Regions from separate parts of the Mus musculus genome. Here region 2 is linked to region 1. A link is a contact called in public promoter capture Hi-C data. All regions are on one chromosome and are shown on one strand. The core of a region is the stretch at or near the end of the contact, and the rest is flanking DNA. Distances in the headings are between cores, read along the strand shown.

The links. Promoter capture Hi-C pulls out the DNA fragments that hold promoters and counts their contacts.
Region 2: a promoter capture Hi-C map of hematopoietic stem and progenitor cells shows a contact between it and region 1, with 2.1 times the contacts expected there. The contact joins the enhancer-like site here to the promoter of Psmb7 in region 1. A contact is called at or near these places in 6 of 39 promoter capture datasets (the 3T3-L1 cell line, HPC-7-derived erythroid cells, cranial neural crest and 3 more) and 1 of 9 other capture datasets (adipose tissue).

Annotation. Positions count from the first base shown.
Region 1 is chr2:38,641,765-38,645,795 of GRCm38.p6, reverse strand. Psmb7 (proteasome (prosome, macropain) subunit, beta type 7) reads left to right here and starts at 1,890. Exons shown (of 8, transcript NM_011187.1): 1 at 1,890-1,955; 2 at 2,345-2,438; 3 at 3,521-3,618. The coding sequence starts at 1,894.
Region 2 is chr2:38,163,082-38,167,112 of GRCm38.p6, reverse strand. The region is part of intron 2 of Dennd1a (DENN/MADD domain containing 1A); the gene reads left to right. Among named protein-coding and RNA genes, the nearest start is that of Dennd1a, 120 kb to the left of the region's middle. Within about 2 kb of position 2,397, at least 67 of the 459 cell types and tissues checked have an H3K27ac peak or open chromatin away from gene starts, as enhancers often do. A contact at or near this core is called in adipose tissue and hematopoietic stem and progenitor cells, where this site is marked.

The sequences.
Region 1 (4,031 bases), core at 641-3,140:
CCGATCCTACTTACACTCCACCACCAAAAAGATTTGTTCTGGGTTTTTCTCTTCTTTGGACTGTAAACTTGTGAGGCGTCTGACTTTGATAGGCAGCCATAACAAATTACTCTAAGCTGGATGGCATAGACAACAGAAATGTATTGCCTTACAGTTCAGGAGTTTGGGAATATAAGGACTATGAATTCCTTTTGCCTATTTTCTGGGGCTTTGACAGGTGACCTTTGTTTTCTCTAGCTGCAGAAACATCATTACAAGGAGTTATTATCTTCACCTGTGGCTTTCAGCAAGCAAGCACTCAAGCTAAGCTGGGCTAGGACCCACTCTCCGAGCCTATTCTTAGCACAGGGCTTCAAAATTAGAACTTATTTTCTTTATTTCAAAAGACCCAGAGATGCAATCAGATGGAACTTAATTTTTAGTGAACATTTACTAAAAATATGGTTGAGACACTGGTTCTAGATCCTTAGGATGTTATTCATTCATTCATTCATTTATCTATCCATCCGTCTGTCTTCAGCTACAATCATAATAGGACATAGTAGGTGCTTAATAAATATTTGTAAATGAATTCATTTCACAGTCATGGAGGGTGTCACTTATTGCCTAAATAAGTTTAAAAATATTTTCCTGACTTCCGCAGCAAGCCTCACATTTCCATCAGTAGAAGATTTTCTTAAAATTACATAACACTGCACTCATAGTGCTGGGTAACATTATGAATTCTGTGCCCATAAACAATCCAGTGCCTCTCCTTCAGCCTTAACAACTACTGATTCACTTTATGCTTCTGCAGATTTGCCTATTTTGAGATACTTCATACAAATGGAACTCTCTAAGGCTGGGGAGATGGCCCAGAGGGAAGATGACTGAAAGAGTAAAGTGGAGAGTGGTGGAGGACTCCCAACATTAACCATACACCCACATGTACCCACAGGCATGTGAACATGATTACCACATGAATGTATAGTATATCACATGTGAATGTAATTATACAATGTGGTTCTTCTTCTCCATGCCTAGTCTCTTTATATTTAGCAAATTGTTTTCCAGGGTCACCCCTGATTTAGTAGGTATCACATTCCCTTCCCTTTTACGGCCTAATACTGTTTCACTGTGCTGATATTCCACATTTTGTTTACTCATTCATCCGTCAATGGGCATTTGTGTTGTTTCCCGATTTGCCTGTTAGGTACCTGGTTGCTATGCTCATTTGCCTAGAAGCATCTGTGAACTTAGCTTTCCAGTTCTTCTGGGTAGGTATGACAGTGATAATTTTGGTTTAAGATCCAGTTCGTTTTCCGGAGCAGATGACCGTTTTATATTCCCACCTGTCACAGAGAGTTTTTCTCTGTCCAACTCCAGTCATTGTAGTGGGTCCAAAGCAGTGTCTCACTGGGGGCTTGGGGTTGCCTTGTCCTCGTGACTCAGGGCACGAAACGTCTTTCCATGTGTCTGTTTGCCTTTCTGAGGAAGGTGAAAGCTCCGTTACACACTAACAGTAGGAAATAAGGGAGTTGAAAGGGATTTGCTCAGCGGCTTTGCCTGGACCTGGGGTGTGTGGATGTCCCTGATACACGCCGGATTCTAGTTTAACCGCAGAAACAGATCTGGTCTGAGCGTCAGGAGATTTGGTTATTGGGGGAATTTTATTATCTGATTTAACAAATTCCATCCCTTCGGCTGATCGTCAGTTTCCCCTTCCCAGGACTTGAGGCAAAACTACTTCAAAGACCCAAGCCTCTCTAGGAAGTGAGAACTCAAGAACTCTATGTCCAAGAGCGCCAGTTCGAAGTTTGCCCCGCCCTCTCGTCCCGGTCTCTCGCGGCGCCGGAAGTGCTAAGTTCTTTTTTTGTCGCTCCGCCCTCGGCCCGGAAACACTTTCTTGGCAAGATGGCGGCTGTGTCGGTGTTTCAGCCACCGGTCGGAGGCTTTTCTTTTGATAATTGTCGCAGGTGTGTTCATGCCCGGGGGCGCGATCGGGACCCGAGTGGGAACTCTGTACGCCGGATCGGAACTGGGCTGCGGCCGGGGTCGGGGGCGTGAGGCGAGCGTGGGGATGGTGCCCGCGGCCGTGTGACTCAGGGAATCGGGCCCCAGCGCGGGCTGCTTCTGAGGCCGGCGCGGCCCTCTCCCCTTGCCAGTGTGTAAGGATTTGGACTTTCCTGTGGCTTTGGAGGGATTGGGTCACCGCCCCGATCTGTAATTCCTCGCCGATGGTGCTAATAATGGGAGAATCCAGTGATCACACTGGGGTGGAAGAAAATTGAGTTCCTTCCTAAGCACCCACTCTTCTCGCCAGTGGTCTTGTCCTCTAACACTTGATTTCTGTGCCTTCCCTTAGGAATGCTGTCTTGGAAGCGGATTTCGCAAAAAAGGGGTTCAAGCTCCCGAAAGCTCGGAAAACTGGCACTACCATCGCGGGGGTGGTGTATAAGGTAAGCCTAGACAGGCCGACCGTAGCGGTAACTGACCTATTAACCGTAGTTAGACCACTTGGACTCAAGCTTCCAGCTAGAACTGTCAGAGTGCATCATGAGAATCGGCTTTTATTAGGGAATGCCTTGATCAAGAGGTTTTACATGTTAAATAGTTTGTATTTACTCATTTTGAAGTTTTACACATGAGGGCAATTTGGCTTTTCCTAAGGTACTCTAGGAAGCAGGATGCTACAATGGGAAAGCACAGAATTTGGGATTAATTGGTTTGTTTAGATGTTTAATGCTTCCATACTGTTTCTAGTGAACTACTTGGGCAGTTTAGTCCCCCCCCCCCCCCCCCCCTTTGAGACAGGGTCTCATTATATAGCCCCGATTGTTGTAGATCAGGCTGCTTTAAACTAGAAATTTACCTGCTTCTGCCTCCACAACGTTGGGAGAGCCACTCTGCCCTCAGCCTTTTTTTTTTTTTTTTACAGAGTTAAATCTCTATCCATCAAATGGAGATAAATCCTGAAATAAACTGTAAAGATAATAAAGGCTAGCGATTAATGTTGTTAGTGGGGTGAAGAGAGTCACATTTCAAAAACTAATAGAGGTGACTGTTTCCTAAATTTTCTCTGTGTATGTGCTTGTACATATGCTATGGGACAAGTGTAGAGGTCAGAGAACAACTTGGTGGAGTCCATTCTGAGCTTCATGTGGCTTCTTACAATGGAATTCAGTTTTCCAGGCTTGCCCGACTAGTGTATTGTACTTGCTGACCTATTTTGTTGGAAATATTTTGTTGGAAAGATTGTGGGTCTTCATTCCACATTTTTTCTTTCCAGTTTAGCTCTGTGATTTAAAAGGAATTTACTGAATCGTTGCGCCTTGATTGAAGATGGAAATGAGTCTTAATCACCTCAAGAATTAGCCATTGACATTTATTAAGGATGTACTAATAATGTAGGACAATAGTTTTGGTAGGAATTTTGACTGGGGATATGGAATTCTGGGAGCAGAGAATGGCCAACATTGTTTTTCTTAAATACTATCTTATGTATATAAATTGTTGAAAACCTTTTTTCTCTAAAAAATAGGATGGCATAGTTCTTGGAGCAGACACGAGAGCAACTGAAGGGATGGTTGTTGCTGACAAAAACTGTTCAAAAATTCACTTCATATCTCCTAATATTTAGTAAGTATTGTTGAATTTGAACTACTCTGAAATCTTCTGGCATGTTGGGACTAAAAATGGACCATTACCATATCCTCTCTGCAACCTGCTTGCTGTTGAGACTGTTTTTTTAGCTCTCTTAGAGGTGTTTTGGGCTGGGATGTATGTCATCATCACTGCAGGAGATGGGAGTGGTGGTGAGGCCTGTGATTTCAGCACTGGGGAGGTGGAAGCAGGAAGGTCAGGAGTTCAAGGTCAAGGCTATATAGTGAATTTGAGGCTAATCTAGGGTAAATGAGACTCTGTGTCAAACAAATAGCTTAAGACATAACTTGTCACCTGTACTCCTCATGGTGGAGTCCTCCTATTGCCTTAGTCTTTTTGAGTTGGTCGAAAGTTCTGCTTCCCATATGCCTCTTGAGTCCCTTCCCTCC
Region 2 (4,031 bases), core at 1,148-3,647, 480 kb after region 1:
TGTAGCATTTGTACCTCAAATGCATACTGACTTTTAAATGTTGGCCAAGTTAGTTTAAAACCCTAGACAAACTTATTGCTTTCTTTATAATAAAACTGACACGATAGTTCCCAAGGATAACTTTGTTATGAAAGTAAAAAACAGAAATTTTGTATAACACACCTGTCATAGTGCTACTGACATATAGCTGGTAGTCCATCAGTAGTTTTGAATAAATAATAGTCTCATTTTCCCCACACAATCACAGATATTATATATCTATAAAATATGTAATAATGCCACCTTTGGTGTATAAAAGGCACAGCTATAATGTAAGTCTAAAATAGTTACATAAACATAAAAATGCGATATTCAAAAAGGACAGGATAGGGCCAAGGCTGTGTAGAGGACTTGGTTTGCATGCCTGAGGCCCCAGGTTCTAGTCTCAATTCTGCAGAGAACAACATCAAGCTATGATAAAATAAATTGTAACTCATGGGAAAACTCCCATGAAATTGAGATTGTAACTATTTAAAAAGGTGATATCTATCTAAATGTGTTATTGATCAACTTTATAGATCTTGGAAATTAGCTTCAAACTCTGAACTAAATAACAGAAATTATAACTTTGTATGTAAATGACTGGGTTGAAAACTGGGGTATAGTAAGGGAAATGGTAACATTTAACTGAGAACATCCCTTTGTGCATATGTGGTGTAAATTTTAAGGATCTGAGTTATATTCCTTTTGTAAGTGAAATTAGTTATGTGACACATTTTAAGTTATCAGTAACTGGGGAAGTTAAAATATTTTCACCTTCTGTAGACAGCAAGATGAATTCTTTGGATTTTGCTCTATGATGTCAAAGGACGCATTATTTGCAGAGCAGCTGATGCATTTAGGACTTGTTGATTCACTTAATTGGTAACTGTACTACATTCATAACTCCAACAGCTGAAAACAATAGGTTAGTGTCTGCTGTTTATGCACTAATAGCCACGGCGGAGCAGAGTATGTCGGAAGAGCAGAGTCTGTTAGTCTGAGGAGGAATCCGCACATGAATGCACTATTGCTAATCACAGAGGTGGGTTTTCTGTTCTTCATTGAGAAGCACTGTTTGTCTTTTTTTCTTTTCTTTTCTCTTCTCTTTCTCTTTTTCTTTTTCTTTCTCTCTCTCTCTTTTTTTAATATATGTCAGTGGCCAAGTATGTTGTGTCTATGTAATTAGACTGACTGCTGTGAAATAGTATGTAATTGAATTTGAAATTTTAGTGCTGAGAGGAAATGCTTCCTAGAAATGAGTCATGGTTGAAATCAGCTCAGTGTTTTTATGTCTTTCAGTTTTCATGTTTTAGAGCAAAAAGTGAATACATACAGTAGGTGATAAAAATTTTTTAGGGGACAATTCCATTGGGATATAGAAACCAATAAATGTTCATTTGAAGAAATTAGAGATACTGTACTTCTCATTAGTGGGCTATTTATTTATTTATTTCTTCTGAGTTTTTAGGATCAAATTTCCATTTTAGGACTAGTAATTTTTAAATTAAAACATAAAAATATGACAAACTCTTCCTGTTTCATTGTCAAGAAAAGGAACACTGATTTTTTTTATTGAATATTTTCTTTATTCACATTTCAAATGGGAAAACTGATTTTTAAACTATGTAAAGTATTTAAAATATTCCTTTTAAAATTTGACTTTATAAATAGGTAAGATTTAACTATGATAGAAGTGAGTGCATTCCTAGAATAATTATGTTCACTTAAAATGCTAAACCAACAATTTGAGTATTTTATGGTTATAAAGTAAACATAGTAAGTTTTTGTAGCTTTAATAGGTTTAATGAGAATATCCATCTTTGAAGCTTTCTATTTGTGTCAGTCTAGTTTATAATCACACTGTCAGGAAACTTTTAGCTTCCCATTATAGAAGGAATTCTTGAACATAAAATTTACCTCTAAATTGTTTAGAGAAAGGTTGAACTGATCCTCAAAAGCTCTTACAATTTTTTGGACTATTTTCTTAGCCTACAGTTTTGGTGTATAAAATTGGAAAATACCATTAGATAAAGAACAGTGGAGTGTATGATTACTCTGTTTGCAGCAGATTCCCATCTTCTCATCTGGAAAATTAAATCTGATTACAGCTTGGATTAGCATTTATGGTTGTAGGAGAGAAAGATAGTATCTTAAACTCCATGAAATCGAGCAATGAGATTATATGGCTGATAGTTTATGTTTAAACCCTGACTTTTAAAGGGCAGGCCTTTCTAATTATAGGAATCAAAGGTGTTGAGTAGTTTGTCTTTTCTTGCCTAAGACATCCTAGAGACAAAGATTGGATAGCTCAGTAGGCATTAGATCTAAATTTTCCTGCCTTGACCCCTGGTATGTTAAAAGTGAAAGCAGTGCAAGCTCCGCCCGAGTGAACTGCCACGAGAGCAGCTTCTTTCAGAGGCCTCCAGAGAGCCCCAGTTATGGAAGTTGGTGACAGTTAGTTAGTATACAGTTTTTATACACTTCATACAAATTGTGATGGCATATTTTTCAATAATTGATTTGAAAGTATGCCATGCCTTCTTCAAATGTAGTCAGCCATGGGTGAGGGACAGAGAACCAGAAATAATTTGTGTGGGTGTGTGTTTACGTACTAGTTACCAATGTGCAAATGAGACCTCATATATAACCACAGCATTTTTATGATTTATTTTGTATTTTTGTTGTAAAAACTCTGTCTACCAGGTTTTCTAGGAACTTTAAGCCTAAGGCAAATGCAAGGGTTTGGGAGCTGTATAAAATAATTTATAGCACCTTTCCATTGAGTCTTGCCCAAACTCTTATTCTATTAATTAAACATCCTGTGGCAATCTGGTATATCTTATTAAATATTTAAAAGTATGTACAGTTGGAGACTAGAAAACATAGGTTGAGACTGAAGAAGGCCAGTCTTTTCTTTCTGGAGCTCTCTGTTTTCAGCACAGCCATGTTCTCTGCTGGAACGAATTTGTATTGCTGAGAGTCCTACACTATGACAGTGTTGTCTTGTGGCCTTTACAAAAATGGTATTATTGTGGAGACAGACCTGTAGTGCCCATACTGCTTCGAGAAGGCAGTGTCCTTCACACTGTTGTGACAGGGAACCTTGTCAGGAGCCTCTTATAGACCTTTTTGGTTAAAAGATGTGTGGGCTCTTATCAGATGGTCTATATTGTTGACAAGGTATTTTAAATACAGAAGTAAAATAAATTAATTGAAAAGTGTTTTCCTGCTGGGTATGGTGGTGTATGCCTAAAGCACTCAGGAGGCAGAGGCAGGAGGGTCTCTATGATTTTGAGGTCAGCCTGGGCTACATTGTGAGTTCTAAGACAGCCTGGAACCCTGTCTCAGAACAACAATAAAAAAAGAAAAGTGTTTACTTGGGAGATAATATAATTGATTTTTAAATTTGAATCAGAAGAAAGTTGTCAAGACAGGAGGTTAAAGAAAAGTGTATGTTGTTTTGTTCTTAATTTTCTGTCTGACAGACATTACTCAGGGAATAGGATGACGTGTACTTCTTACTGTTCATATGGCCACCTGCATCAGCACATTGTTGGTTTGTGCTCTTCTGTGGCGATACTCTGACCTGAAGATTTTCTCATTAAGAGTTAGCTAGTTTGTGAAACTGCATTTGGTGCTGTGTTTCTGAGTGAAAAGGTATTTTGGAACATTAGAAATTATAGTGCTAGATGGTGGATTTAAAAAATGTATATGTAAATATCAGACTGATGCTGTTTTCCAGTGTGCATTATTTTCCATATAAATATATAGAACATTTCATAAAATGATCCCAGACCATTTAAAACTCAAAGAAATGCAGCTGACGCAATGAAATACATAGAGTACTTGTAAAAACATACAGACATGCATGTGGATTGCTGCCAGACAGAAAATTTAAAGGCGGTTTGCTTAACTGCAGGGTGCTATGTTTTGTATGTGCCATGCTGAAAGTGTTAGTAAGGCGGGGTGTTGTGTTTCCTGAGAAAAGCAGATTGTCTTTGGACCTTTGT